Linked DNA regions of Mus musculus: all the other regions are linked to region 1. A link is a contact called in public Hi-C and HiChIP or PLAC-seq data. All regions are on one chromosome and are shown on one strand. Each heading gives the region's core, a stretch centred on a gene start, on an enhancer-like site or on the middle of the called end of the contact. The rest is flanking DNA. Distances are from core to core; before and after follow the strand shown. Region 1 has its middle 61 kb from the start of Marcks. Region 2 has its middle 170 kb from the start of Gm31330. Region 3 has its middle 210 kb from the start of Gm31330.

The links. A called contact is a pair of places that touch in the nucleus more often than the background predicts. HiChIP or PLAC-seq counts read pairs in DNA pulled down with a chosen protein or histone mark.
Region 2: an H3K27ac HiChIP or PLAC-seq map of vascular smooth muscle cells shows a contact between it and region 1, with 6 times the contacts expected there. The contact joins two enhancer-like sites. A contact is called at or near these places in 1 of 39 promoter capture datasets (the 3T3-L1 cell line), 1 of 15 datasets of contacts at CTCF or cohesin (the NIH/3T3 cell line), 6 of 484 Hi-C or Micro-C datasets (the 3T3-L1 cell line, the C2C12 cell line, adipose-derived mesenchymal stem cells and 3 more), 1 of 115 datasets of contacts at active chromatin or transcription factors (vascular smooth muscle cells) and 1 of 9 other capture datasets (embryonic stem cells).
Region 3: a Hi-C map of bone marrow-derived macrophages shows a contact between it and region 1, with 23 read pairs. The contact joins two enhancer-like sites. A contact is called at or near these places in 3 of 484 Hi-C or Micro-C datasets (bone marrow-derived macrophages, cumulus cells and uterus) and 1 of 9 other capture datasets (embryonic stem cells).

What each region holds. Positions count from the first base shown.
Region 1 is chr10:37,076,195-37,080,269 of GRCm38.p6, forward strand. No RefSeq gene overlaps it. Among named protein-coding and RNA genes, the nearest start is that of Marcks, 61 kb to the right of the region's middle. Within about 2 kb of position 2,442, at least 100 of the 459 cell types and tissues checked have an H3K27ac peak or open chromatin away from gene starts, as enhancers often do.
Region 2 is chr10:37,601,297-37,605,929 of GRCm38.p6, forward strand. No RefSeq gene overlaps it. Among named protein-coding and RNA genes, the nearest start is that of Gm31330, 170 kb to the left of the region's middle. Within about 2 kb of position 1,820, at least 41 of the 459 cell types and tissues checked have an H3K27ac peak or open chromatin away from gene starts, as enhancers often do.
Region 3 is chr10:37,648,714-37,653,045 of GRCm38.p6, forward strand. No RefSeq gene overlaps it. Among named protein-coding and RNA genes, the nearest start is that of Gm31330, 210 kb to the left of the region's middle. Within about 2 kb of position 2,953, at least 1 of the 459 cell types and tissues checked has an H3K27ac peak or open chromatin away from gene starts, as enhancers often do.

The sequences.
Region 1 (4,075 bases), core at 1,192-3,691:
TGAATTTCTAGTTTACTTCTGGAATAAGGCATTGAGTTTCTTGGGTGGCTTTTATCAGGCAGAAGTGTTATCAAGCATTTGGGAGTCCCTTTTGTCAGCTCCTAATTCCATTAACAATACAACTTAAAAGTGGACTTAGAAGGAAGCTTTAGAACCATTTTACTAGAGTTTGAGAGAAAAATAAGAGGACAGTCAAGGCGTAGATCCCAGCAGCTGTGCGAAGGAGGGAAATAGGTAAGAGGAAGGGAGTACAAATAAGCAGAAGCCATCAAACAGATGTGCAAAGGGCTTAGGGTCCTCAGCGAAAACTGTGGGAGAGTACAGCCCCTGGGATTTGGGTCAGTATCCAAAGAAGGAGTAAAAAGGAAGGGAAAGGAAAAGGTACTCCTTCTGAGTTAGGACCCTGGCAAGCAGGCAGGCTTAGCACTCAGGATTTGCAAGCAACTGAATCAGGGAGGGGCTTCTGAAGGTAAAATACATTATCTCATTACGGGGATAATTCACTCCACCGGCACACACACACACACACACACACACACACACACACACACACACACACACACATACACACACACACACACACACACGCACACACACACTCTGGTTTTAGCAGGAATTCGGGTAAATCAGCTTTTCTGAGGAGTGGCCCTCTGGCAGGCAGAGTGGACTAGTTCCTACAGAAAGGGACAATAGTTTTTCCTTGTTAGATCTCCAGTTAGGGTGAGTGGTAACCCTAGATCCTACTTTCTGGGCTAGGAAGGAGTTGTTTCCCCTTCACAGACCTCCACAGGGTCTCCTTGCCTTGCCTTCCTCCTTTTGGTAAGGCACATTAATTAACAAGGGGCAAAGCTGATTATGAGGGATGGAGTCATCCTCCAGGCCAGCAAATGTGCTAATGCCTTGAGGCATTAGCTAATGCTAATGAGGCTATCTACCACTAGGTGTTACCTGCCAACACTAGAGAGGCCTTTACCCCTAAAGTCCCTTTGGACTTAAAACTGAAGGAAAAACAAACAAACAAAAAAACAAGAGATCCAGGCTCTCTGTGCTGAGGTAAGAGGATCTCAAGCATAGCGTTGTACGCAAATGGAATAAAGAATATCCGTGCCAGTAACATCAGATCTGCCTTCTCATTCATTTCAGAACAAGCTCGGAGTAGTTCATGCCTTTGAAACCTATTGCCTATTGCCTTTAGAGTGACTTTAGTGTAAAAACTTAAAATAGGCTGATGATCATGTCTGGAGCAAAGGTCACCCCCAAAGATGACACCTAAGCTGCACCCATTCCGTCTGTCCTCCAGCCTTGCTAAATATGTTTCTAAAGCACAATGTCCTAAAGGAACAAAGTTCCTCCCTTGACATCAGTTCAAGAAGGTCAAGAAGACAACACTAGGACAAGTCATTTGAGTGACCAGACCTTGCTTTCAGACTCCACAGTGGGGTCCTGGCGTCTGGAATAAACAAAAGCAAGAGAGGAGAGGAATGGAAACCAGCACTGAGGGCCAGCTGGCTGCATCCGAGGGTGGGGTTTGGTGGAGGTAGGTAACTAGGACCCCTCCTTCAATTCAACAAACACCTTCTGGAGCCTGACTCTCCAGGACGCTGGGTTTTGCTACAGGGAGAGTCAGAGCCACACCAAAGGCATGGAGGCTGAGCTGTACCTCTGGCCTGGGGGAACTACCAGCTGTGCTCTGGGGTAGAAGGTAGAGTGGGGGTGCAAAGAGCCTGCTAAGGTCTACAGCCCAGGAAACCCCTGTGGCACCAACAGGATCCTTCAGTGTGCACCAGGGCAGGTAGAGGTCTGCGGCTGTATACCACCCAGGCTGGCCTCAAACCCTGTGCCACCATGTCTGACACTGTCTTGAGGGTTTATCAGCATCCAACCATGTGACTTTTACACAATGCCTATGGCAGTCTGGAGAGTGGAAAGGGTCTTTTCTCCCTTTTGACTAAACGATGAGTAAGCCACACTTTCTTGTGTTTGAAATGGCTTTAGAGTGTAGAAAAATATCCACACGACCTGTCGGTTGGTATTGAGTACTGATAGCTACCAAGGCTGGCAATTAGAAAAGAAAAAAATAGCTTGGGTCAGGAAAGCAAAAAGGCATCCAGTCTCTTAAGACACAAGGCTCTAAATACCTCCCAGGGTTCCACAAAAGGCCATGCTTGTTTTTTCTTTTGACTTAACTCATCCTGTTTCTGTTTCCAGAGCCCCAATGCAAGTGGAATTCATCAGCCAAAAATACAAATAAGAATAGAAACGGGGAAAAAAAATCTGCTTCTTCTAAAGACTTTTAACGTGCATTCAGCTTGCTGTTACTAGATAAGGACTAAGTCCTTTTCTGTGCTGGGAACCCTAAGTAGTCACATAGGCCTATTATGTCTTAAATGCTGCCCGTGGCCCTGGAACAATGAGCCTGAGGTCCAGGAGCTGAAGCAGTAGGCAGCCTGCCAAGTTCAACACAGGCCAGTCTGAAGAGCAAGGCCTGCTGGGAGCTGCTTCCTGCTCTGCATAGATGCAGGGCAAAGATTTTCCATGCTGGCTTTCAGCATGCACGTTCCACACCGAAGGCCCAGACCAGTGATGACCTGTACTGACATTTTCCATGACATTCTTTGTTTTGTTTTCTGCTTGATAGTATAACTTCGGGGTTTCTTTTTTTGTAACAATCGCTTGGCAAAGATTACTCTTAGATGTCATAGGGGAGTCACCAGACACAGCTAGATTCTCCCCTGGGCAGACATCTCTTTTTTAAATGGAGCTTCATGGGAATTTACTGGATTATTTGTGGAGGAACCCTTTGCTGCACAGCTGTTGGTCAAGAATGTGCCTTGCTTGTGGAAATAAAAGAAGTGGCAGTGGAGCCTTATGATAATGTGCATAAGGAATTAAAAACTGAATTTAAAAATAGGAAATGCAGGGTGCTGGAGAGATGGCTCAGTGGTTAAAAGCATGGCATTGCTCTGAGCTCCTCCCTGATCCACAGTCACCTGTTAATGCCAACTCTGAAAGTCCTGACTTTCAGCTTTTTCTTGACTCTGGACGCCTGTACTCACCTAAACACAGACAAATACTCACGCACACACATTTTAAAAATCTTTTAAAATGGACTACATATTGCTTTATCTCCATTTAGAGCAACATTCTTGTAAAGTGCCATATTTTTTGCCTACATTTGCCTTCATTGGAGACACATCACATGCCCTTATAGCAACCAGGCTCAACCTCCAAGAGAATGGTTGATACTAATTGTCTTCTTTGCTGCACTTGGTGGCAAATGACCTGTACTGAGCATCCAGGAGTTTTTCACCCAGTACTGAACTCACATTGCTAGGTTTTCACGTCAGAGGAAATACAGCTGCATGCATTCACTGTGTGGCAGTCTCCAATACGACGCTTTCCAGGGGAGTTTTAAGATCAGTTTAGACTTTGCCTAATTTTTTTTTATGCATACATAACATGGATTCCACTTGGTGTGTGGCAGTGGTCCACGCCTATCCAGAGTGCTACTAACAAGAATTTATTTCCTTTGGGACATGTTTGGTATACTTCCAAAAAGTTCTTTGCTATGAGGACTCAATGAGTTTTCTGGAAGAGACAATTGCTGACTTTTGCCAGGAACCAAAGGCTCCTTCTGTTCCCTGAGCTTGGAAACGAGGACCATTGCTCCGCATGACTGCTACTCACACTTATGCAGCTTAAAGATATTTTATTGACTGTTTTGCATTTAGTGCTCCATCATGTAAATTACTGTACAGGTGTGCTGGCAGATCTCAGAAGATGTTTCCATAAGACTATTGAAAGAACTCACATGCTTTTCAGCAGACAAATCTTAACTGGGATATCTCTATACAAGGAAATATTATACAGCTGTAAAGAGAAATGAAGAATGACTTCTTTATATGCCCCTGTGGAAGACAAATAGACTATATTGCTAATATTTTAGGACATGAGTATAAAAATTCAAAATGAAACAAGAACTAATCTAATTTTGTATTAGGTTAATGGCAAATCCACTCAGTAAAAAAAGTTTTTCAAGTGACCTTAGAATATGAGGATTGATGTGTGTGGTGGG
Region 2 (4,633 bases), core at 570-3,069, 520 kb after region 1:
TTTACATTAGGATTCATATGAGTAGCACAATTATAGTTGTGAAAGTAGCTATGAAAATAATTTTATGGTTGGTGGTCACTAAAGCATGAAGAACTGTATTAAAGGGGCATAGCCTTGGGAAGATTTAGAACCAGTTATCTAACAAGTCTGATGACCCTTCCCCTTCTTTCCAACACATACCATGTTTGATGTCCCAGTATGGCCCTTTCTATACCCTCTTCATCACTTTTGTATTAATCCATTTCTTATTACTGTAACAAAATATTTGAGACAAGGTACCTTTATAAAGAAAATAGATTTACCTACTCTATTAATTGGTTTTCTTATTTTCTGAGGGAAAGGAGTATAAGTCTTTCCTATCAAAGCTATGTCAGCAGGATGCAATGTCACATTTCACCTGGAATCAGGAAGCAGAGTGGGATGGATGCCAATTCTCAGTCTAATCTAGATAACCCCTCAGAGGGATGCTAATAAGTGACTTCTTTGGGAATTCTCAGTCATTCTGAGTTGACAATCAGTATTAGCCATCACGGTTGCCTCGCTTGTTGTTTTAGAGACAGCAAGCTCAGGAACAGCACTGGCTCTTAGAAGATCCTCATGGGGAGAGGATGGTGAGAGTCACATGCAGGAGAGACAAATGACATCTCAATATACAATCTCCTCTTAGGACATAGTCTCACTAACCTCAGAATCTCCCACCAGGATAATGGTCCATATGAACTCTATGTCACCAAACCAGGAGTCATGCTCTAGACATGAAATTTTAGGGAATGTGTTTAAATAATATCATCACAACTATGTGTGAGTCCCCCAATGTGTGTTATATACCTCTGTGGTGGCTAACATGTATCCCACAGTATTCCTATGAACTTCACGAGATCTCTCTCTCTCTCTCATCACTTCTGCTTCATCACCTGTGTCTACCATAGAGACAGATTCTGGATGTATCTGTGTATCAGGTGCTTAGGATATACCATTGAAAGAATAAGTAAGGTGACATTCGAAATCAACTCTGTATAGCTCAGACATGGATTTATCCACATCAGGAATGGATGCTGAGTTCCCTTGGCCAGTTTCTACACACAGATGTCTAAGCTCTTTTGTATTATATCCAGTAAAGCCATATTAAAATTAGTTGAATAGCACATCAAAATTACTTCTATCTTTACCTTTGTAGTAGGTATAGTACATTGGTCCTCAGTAAGACCTTACTGATGGAAGAAAAGCTAATCTTGAAATAGGGTCAGTTCCAGAAGATACTCTATCCCACTAAGGTTGTAATTCTTTGACAGATCAGTCCTTTGGTAACTACTGATAGTCGTCATGTGGAAAGGCTAGTTCCCTGTAAGTTTCCTATCTCCCCCTTTGTTCTCAGCTCATCAAAGTCATGAAGATTTTTTATTTTTCTATTTTTTTTTTTATTTCAAGTTCTCAGTGAGGTGGACTGTGCTGTCTGGGTCAGGCACCATGTTTTGTTTTTTTGTTTTTTTGTTTTTTTTTTATTATGTACAACTCTGAAAGTGTACAGAAATTCAGAGCTTTCCAGTTGAGAAATGAACACTTTCCACATCCAAAAGGGAGCCACAGACATTCCTCATTTCACTTATAAAACACAGCACCCATGGCTGACCACAAAGCAGAAGATTTAGCACCCGTCTCTTCTGGGCCTTTGAGACTTTTTTCCCCTCTCCTCCAGTCCCTTTTTGTGCCTCATGGTTTTGTGTTAACCTCAGAGCTGCAGACATGTCATTGAGAATAGATTTATATATATGGGCTAAGAGCAAGAATGTTGAAATCATTTCTTTCTCAAGCCTCAGAGATAGATGACAGGTCAAGACACTTTACCTCATAGCCAAACATACTGAGGCACCGAGCAACATACCAGTGATTTGAATTGTGTGTGCCAAAAGTGCTTGTTCAGCACTAATGAGAAATAGGAGAACAGGATCAGTTTAATCTCATATTATTAAATTAAAAGAGAGAACAATGCCAAGGTTATGACATGAATTGACATGACAAAAAACAATCAGAGTTTTTCTGGTGTCTAACCCACTGTTTTCAGGCTTTGTGGAATGAGTTGTGAATGAAGTATTTGCCTTTAGCTTGGAATTTCCTGGCATTCTTCAGCTTGTGACACAGACTTGATGTGATTAAACAAAAGCTTTTCCCAAAATTTAAGGTTTTTTTTTTCTTTCTTTCTTTCTTTCTTTCTTTCTTTCTTTCTTGTTTAAAGCTGAACCTAATACTCTGTAACTCATTTTTAAATGAGAGCAGATGCTTGAGCTCCAGGAGCTGACGGCCAGATTTTGAGAAATAAATGAAGGGTAGGGTGTTCTGGTAGAGGGAAAGAGAACAGCCATCTATGCTTGTCCTTTAGCACTAACCCTGTCTCTCCCCCAAACTCCCCCAGGGTTTGGCAGCAGCAGAGCCCTCATCTTCCACAGAATAAAGCTGAGAGGAGGGTGGTTTCCCTTGGGATGCATTTTGCTTGGATCACCAGAACCATTTCCAGAGGAAGCACAGCCTAAGATCCAAGCTCACTCAGTCAGCCACAGCAAACACTTGTCCAACAAAACAGAGTGTGCTTGTGTAACAGGTTAATGGTGAACATGACAGCCATCATGGCTGCTCTCTCTGTTTCTTTCTGATTTTGACCTCCTGTGATGCTGAAAGGAAGCATCTTTTAGAAGGAGCCATCCAGAGTTAGGGCACAGTGGGGATGTTGAAAGTAGGACTAAGCTTTTCCAAAAACCAACAAACTTTCTATCAATAAAATCCACAATTTCTCTGCACATATGTAGGAGAGGACTGACTGCCTTATTTGACACCAGTGTGAGGGGATGTGCCCAATTCTGTAGAAACTCAATGACCCAGAGAGGGAGGATGGAGGGCACCCTTTCAGAGGCAAAGGGGGTGGGAGATGGGGTGAAGAACTCTGGAAGGGGAATCCAAGAAGGGGAAACATTTGAGATGCAAATAAAAATAATAATTAACAAACCTGTAATTTCTTGTGCACATATTTTTTTTGTTGAAATTTATACTAATTTATCTATCTGATGAGGATCATTGGACCTATTATTTGAAAGCAAATACTGTTCACACCTTGGCATATGCTTAAATAGTATGTGTGTATGTGTATGCATACACACACACATATATATGTCTATATATGTACATATAGGCATGTATGTTCTGCTTATCATGTGAGAATTTTCTAAATTCTACCTTATTACTTCATCCATAAATTATTAACTTCTCATGTTTTAATAGCTCTAATTAATATATATTAAGGTACAATAAAAATGTATGTTATGAAAAGCACAAGAATTTATAGTCATTTCCAGCCAATAAACTCAGTTTGTAATGGTTCAATACTTGCTTTTGTGAATACTTAATGAGCAATCCTTTCAATAAAGAATTTATGTATGAAATGTTATATTTCTAATTTGTGCTTTGAACACCTACACAGCATGGGTCATCTTTCTTTGACACTCAAAGTTCAAAGCAACTAGTATTAACATGGTGTTGAAAGCTGCTACAACTGATTTAAGTTTTAGTATGTCATCTTGAAGAGCATTTGAGGCCACCTAAAATAGAAAACATGAAACTCAATGGAGTTCTGTCCAGAAACACTACTACAGATAGTTTTTAACTTCACTAAATATTGGTGGATTTAAGGGATTACCCAATGAAGAATAATTTCAATTGCCTTCTGTAATATTTTTTTTTTAAAAAATGATAGATGTGGGAATTATAGATTCTGCCCCAAAAGATGTTAAGTGCAAGGGCAGAGTGTTTCTCAGAAGAGCAGGGTAACTTAGCCATGAGCTATCAGAGATCACAGGTAACCTGAGTCTCTGTGAGTCACTTCCCCTTAACTTGCCCCTGAAGTGTTTTTCTGGGGTTCCATTAAAGCAACCACCAAAAACATCGTCTATTATCCATTCAGCTATAGCCATGTCTGTCTCTCCAATGCTCTGCTGACTGCACAAGGGAACATTGCTGTGTTTCTGTTGCTGTACCTTACCCTGGCAGGCTCCATTTTATTTTTATAATTTACGTATTTTATGCTAGTGTGTGTGAGTGCGCGCGCGTGCATGCAGGAGCTCTGGGAGGTCAGGAAAGAGCATTGGGTTCCCTGGAACTGGAGTTTACAGGTGGTTGTGAGCCATAATGTGGGTGCTGGGAACCAAAGGTGGTCTTTTAAAAAGTGGTAAGTGTTCTTAGCCACTGAGCCACCTCTCTAACCTGAAGAGACTCCATTTTAGAAGCAGTTTTAACTCCATTTTGAGAATGGAAGATGCCTGGGCCCACAGATGCTATAATGAACACCACTGTTTGTTAGACATCAACCAAGTAGCTCTAACTGATAAATGTTTTTTTTTTTTCTTCTTGATAGCAGAAAAAGTATAAATGTATGGAGTAAATTGAGACTGTAGGAATGTATCGGTATATCAAAATCATATCAAAGAAACGAAGCCAGACATCAGTGGGTAAAAATGGTGTAAAGTCATTGCATAATTCTTGCAACACAATGGTCATTTAGCACTGAAATAGCAATAGACCTACACCAATATGTCATCTTGCAGCTGGTGTATATGTTACAGACTGACAAGCAGAGAATCCCTGACTG
Region 3 (4,332 bases), core at 1,703-4,202, 570 kb after region 1:
CCCACAGATTTATATGTTCCAATGCTTAGCCATAGAGAGTTGCACTATTAGGAGGTATGGCCTTATGGGAATAGGCGTGGCCTTACTGAAGGAAGTGTATCACTGTGTAGTCTGCCTTTGAGATTGTAGGAGACCTCAGACTCTGTCCAGTAGATTGCCAGTCTCCTCCTGTCTACTTTCAGAGCAAGAAGTAGAACTTTCAGCTTCTCCCATACCATATCTGCCTGGCACTCTACCATGCTTCCCATTATGATAATGGTTTAACCTCTGAAACTGAAAGCAAACCACAATTAAATGTTTCTCTTAAAGAGTTGCTATGGTGGTGGTGTCTCTTCATAGCAATAAAACCCAAACTAAGACACCATCCTTACAGAGTTCTATATCTTGCTTCTAGTTAAGTGCCATCAGTGCTTATAAATTTAGTGACACTCTTTGTTTCATGAAATATTTGCAACGAGTGTCAGATATTTTTTTGAGTGAGATTAGTCTAGTTGTTATTTTGACACTGAGTCCAGTAAGCCCAGAGGGCACATTACTTGTCAAGGTCAGAAGTCACTCAGAGAGCAGCTGGTGAAACCAGAGCCCAGCTTCTGAATCATTGGTCCCATTTTTCTATTTGTCCTCAGAAACTCTTAGAGATTTTGTTCTTATCATTCATTGTAATAATTCTAGTCCTTTCACATAGAGACACAAACATGTCATTTAATACACATGTGAACTACAAGACTACTTTCAAAAACCAAGCAGAAGGAAATAATCAGTTAACTTGACAGACACAAGGGATATTTAGTTTGGCAGATTTTGTTAAATTCAATATTATTTAAGAAAAGTTGATTCCACCAGCACTCTCCATTAGAAATAAGAGACATGCAGTTAATAATTTCCTGTAAACATTTTTAAAAGTGACAAGAAACAGGTGAGTTTAATTTAATGTTCTATTTAATATTACTATACCCAATATACTATACCAGTGGTATAATATACCATTTTTTCTTTACAGTAAATCATTAATGAGGCTACCATGATTTGATTGTGGTTGTCCCTTCGGAACCCTATGCTAACATTTAATTTGTATAGTTAAGTAAAAGAGTGGAAACTAAATCTAAAGATAGTGTTTACAGCTAGGGCACGTGGGAAGAGACTGACAGAAGAGGCAACCAGGGTGGTATTCCTTTAATTAAATCCTAGTCACTTTGTAACAAGAGACTGGGAGACCAACAGGCACATACATCTACACATGTACATACACACTTCTCCTTCTGATACAGACATAGATGCATGCACGCAAACACACACACATCCTACACTTTCATATGTGTATTCCCTATTTCTCATCATGTAATGCCCTTGTATTATCTTCCAGGCTAATGGTGTGGTGCAGAAGTCATCACAAAATATGGCTGCTAATCTTAGGCAACCAGATCTGTGAGCACGGATTAAACTTTTTTGTTTTTTAATCTTATGCAGACTATGTTGTTGTGTTAATGGCAGCAAAATGTACCAAAAGACAGGTTTGGTGACATTCTCCATCCCCACATAATCTCTGCATCAAGTCTGTTGTTTATTTTATACTTATACCTTAACATAAGACTATTTCCCCTCCTCCTGCCCTTCACTTTTCTCCCCTCTTCTCCTTTCCTCTTCTTTTCTCTCTTTCTATCCTCCATTTCTTTTTTTCTCCTTGTCTCCCTCCCTTCTTTCTCTTCTTCATAGCACACTTTTCTTTCACCTTTGTGGTCCAGATGATCATATCCAAGGGTCATTCATAACAGGCAAGCTTTCCACTGTTGGGTTATATCCCCAGTCTCAAGTGGAATTCCATTTTTCCATTTACTGTGCTGACTACAGCCAGTACTACACACTGAGGCATCATAGTGCAGTTCCCCCTGACAGATACAATGTGGAAACCATGATGCCTTAGCTCAGAGTGGAAACCGTAATCCCATTTGGATAATTCAGTTTAAGTTAATGCTGTTTTTAGATACTGGATTTGTGAGGTGAGAAATGTTATACCCCAAGGACAAAGTGAACGAAGTGGGCTGCAATGTACTTTGAGGTAGTTTGGTGATGGGGACTTGTTGATGATGACATTTAGTTGGGTACAGAAAACATGAGGTAAAGTTGTCAGTTGTAAAGGACATTTTTATTCTCTAACTGCATTTTTGTGGCTAAGGGTAAAACTGACTCATAGGAGGTCTTTTTAAATAGAAAGTCTTAATATTTGAGCAGCTGGTGCAATAGCTGTCAATGCATGACCCTCATGATTACATTTTTATTTTAAATGCTAAATTTAAAGTCAGCTTTTCAAAATGAAAAATAAGGTACCTAATATCAATTAATGGTTATTTTACACAGTGCATTCACTTGCATTATTTTTCTTATGACTCTCTGTGTTAATAATTAATATTTAATTAATTAATATATAGTATGCATATATTAATCTTACACTTGAAATTAGTAAAAGTTGGAATTGAATTTGTCAAAGATTTTTTCAAACTTTGTCTTGTATTTTTTATTTCTGAAAACTAAATTATTATATTACTTGTGTGTATGTGCATGTATTTTATATGTGTGCTTTAGTTGTGTATGTATGTGTGTATTATGTATGTATGTTTATGTTGGTATGTGTGTATTATTTGTTCACGTGTGTGTATGTGTATTTATGTGTATCTATGGGTGTCTACATATGTGTGTGCATATCTGTGTGTATGTGTGCAAGTCTAAGTGTATAATGTCTATATATGAGTGTGTGTGTTTTGTATATTTGTATATACTGTCTGTGTCTGTCTATGTGTCTGTGTCCATACATAGGCAGCATGGCATGGTGGAGACTGTTCTCTACTTCTACCACATGAATCCTAGGGATTGAGCTTGGATCACCAGGCTTATGAGCAACAGCCTTTACCTTGAGTCATTGTGTCAGCCTCTAGATTTTCTTTGAATGTTAGCATTTCAAGGTTCTTTATTCTTACACATCTGTAAAGCAGACATAACATCTCGTTTGACCTAAACTCAAGACTTCTTCCTTTAAGATGACTCAGGGGACATTGTTTCTTATCGGGATGTACTCTTGAGGGCTGCTGCATGAAAGTAAGACCTGGCCCTGACTGGCTTCACATCTAGTTCATGCTAGTAACTTTGGGTGGCACCATAGCAAAGAAAGATGAACACACACAATAGTTCAACCTTGGTGACCTTGCTTGGTTCAAGGACTTTTCTTCATTAGGCTGAAAAAAATTATTCCCTTGGTGAGTTTTGTTTTTCCTTAGCAGCATGAGGACCAAAAGGGATTGCAATCAAGAGTCAGAAGCAGAACCAAGTCATCATGTAAAATTATTGAATTTGTAGGAGGCATTCATTATTGTAAAAGGTTATTTGTAAACTATTTTAATCTAAATATTTTATGACTTTGTTTTTATTTTATGCCCCAAACTCTTTAAAGATGAAGGAAACAAGGCCTGGAAAACTTAAATCATTTGCAAAAGGTCCCAATGTCATAACACAGGCTAGAAGTTGGGGCTCAGCTCATCTTTCCTATTGTGAGGGTGTGATAATATTTCCACTACACTATGAGTCACACCATGGAATAGCCTATGTGCATTTTGCTATAGCTAAATGAAACCTCTTCAGTGGTAAACACAGTATGTAGCTGAGACAGGAGGAAACAGGACATGAGAGCTTCTAGATAACGTGTAGTGTGCAACTATTAAAAAAAAATCAATGAATGTTATGGCCGGCTAGGCACTGGTGGTCTTAAACTGTTCCCAGTCCTGTATGTAGCCCAAGACGGAGACCGTGTGTTTCTTCTAGCCAACGTCTCTCCCACAAATGCCAGCTCTGCCTCTCCAGAACTCTGAGATCTCTCTCTTGATCCCTTGGTCAGCTGTAGGTGTGCTCTCACTAGTCTGCGCTCCACTGCAGTTACCTCACTCCACTGCAGTTACCTCTCTGGCCCACCTGAGTTGCCACAAATGGAAAACACCATGCAATCTTAGTTTAGAATCAACAGATAACACAACCTCTGTGAGTGGAATCTATCGTCCTAAACTCGTCCACTATTCTATGTTGGAAATCTTGTAGTGGTGGAATCCGCCAACAGATCTAGTCCCCGGTCTATATCCTGGTCCTTTCTCTCCCTCCTCTCTGTACCAAAAAAAAAAAAAAAAAAAAAAAAAGGCCGTGCCTCCCTTCTGTGTGTCATCTCTTCCTCTCTCAGACCTGGAAGGCCCACCTCCCCCTTTTGCCCAAAGATTGGCTTCTTGTCATCTTTATTATCTAATCAGTTAATTAATGGAAAATTCTGCTACAATTTCATTTTAAATGACAGTTATT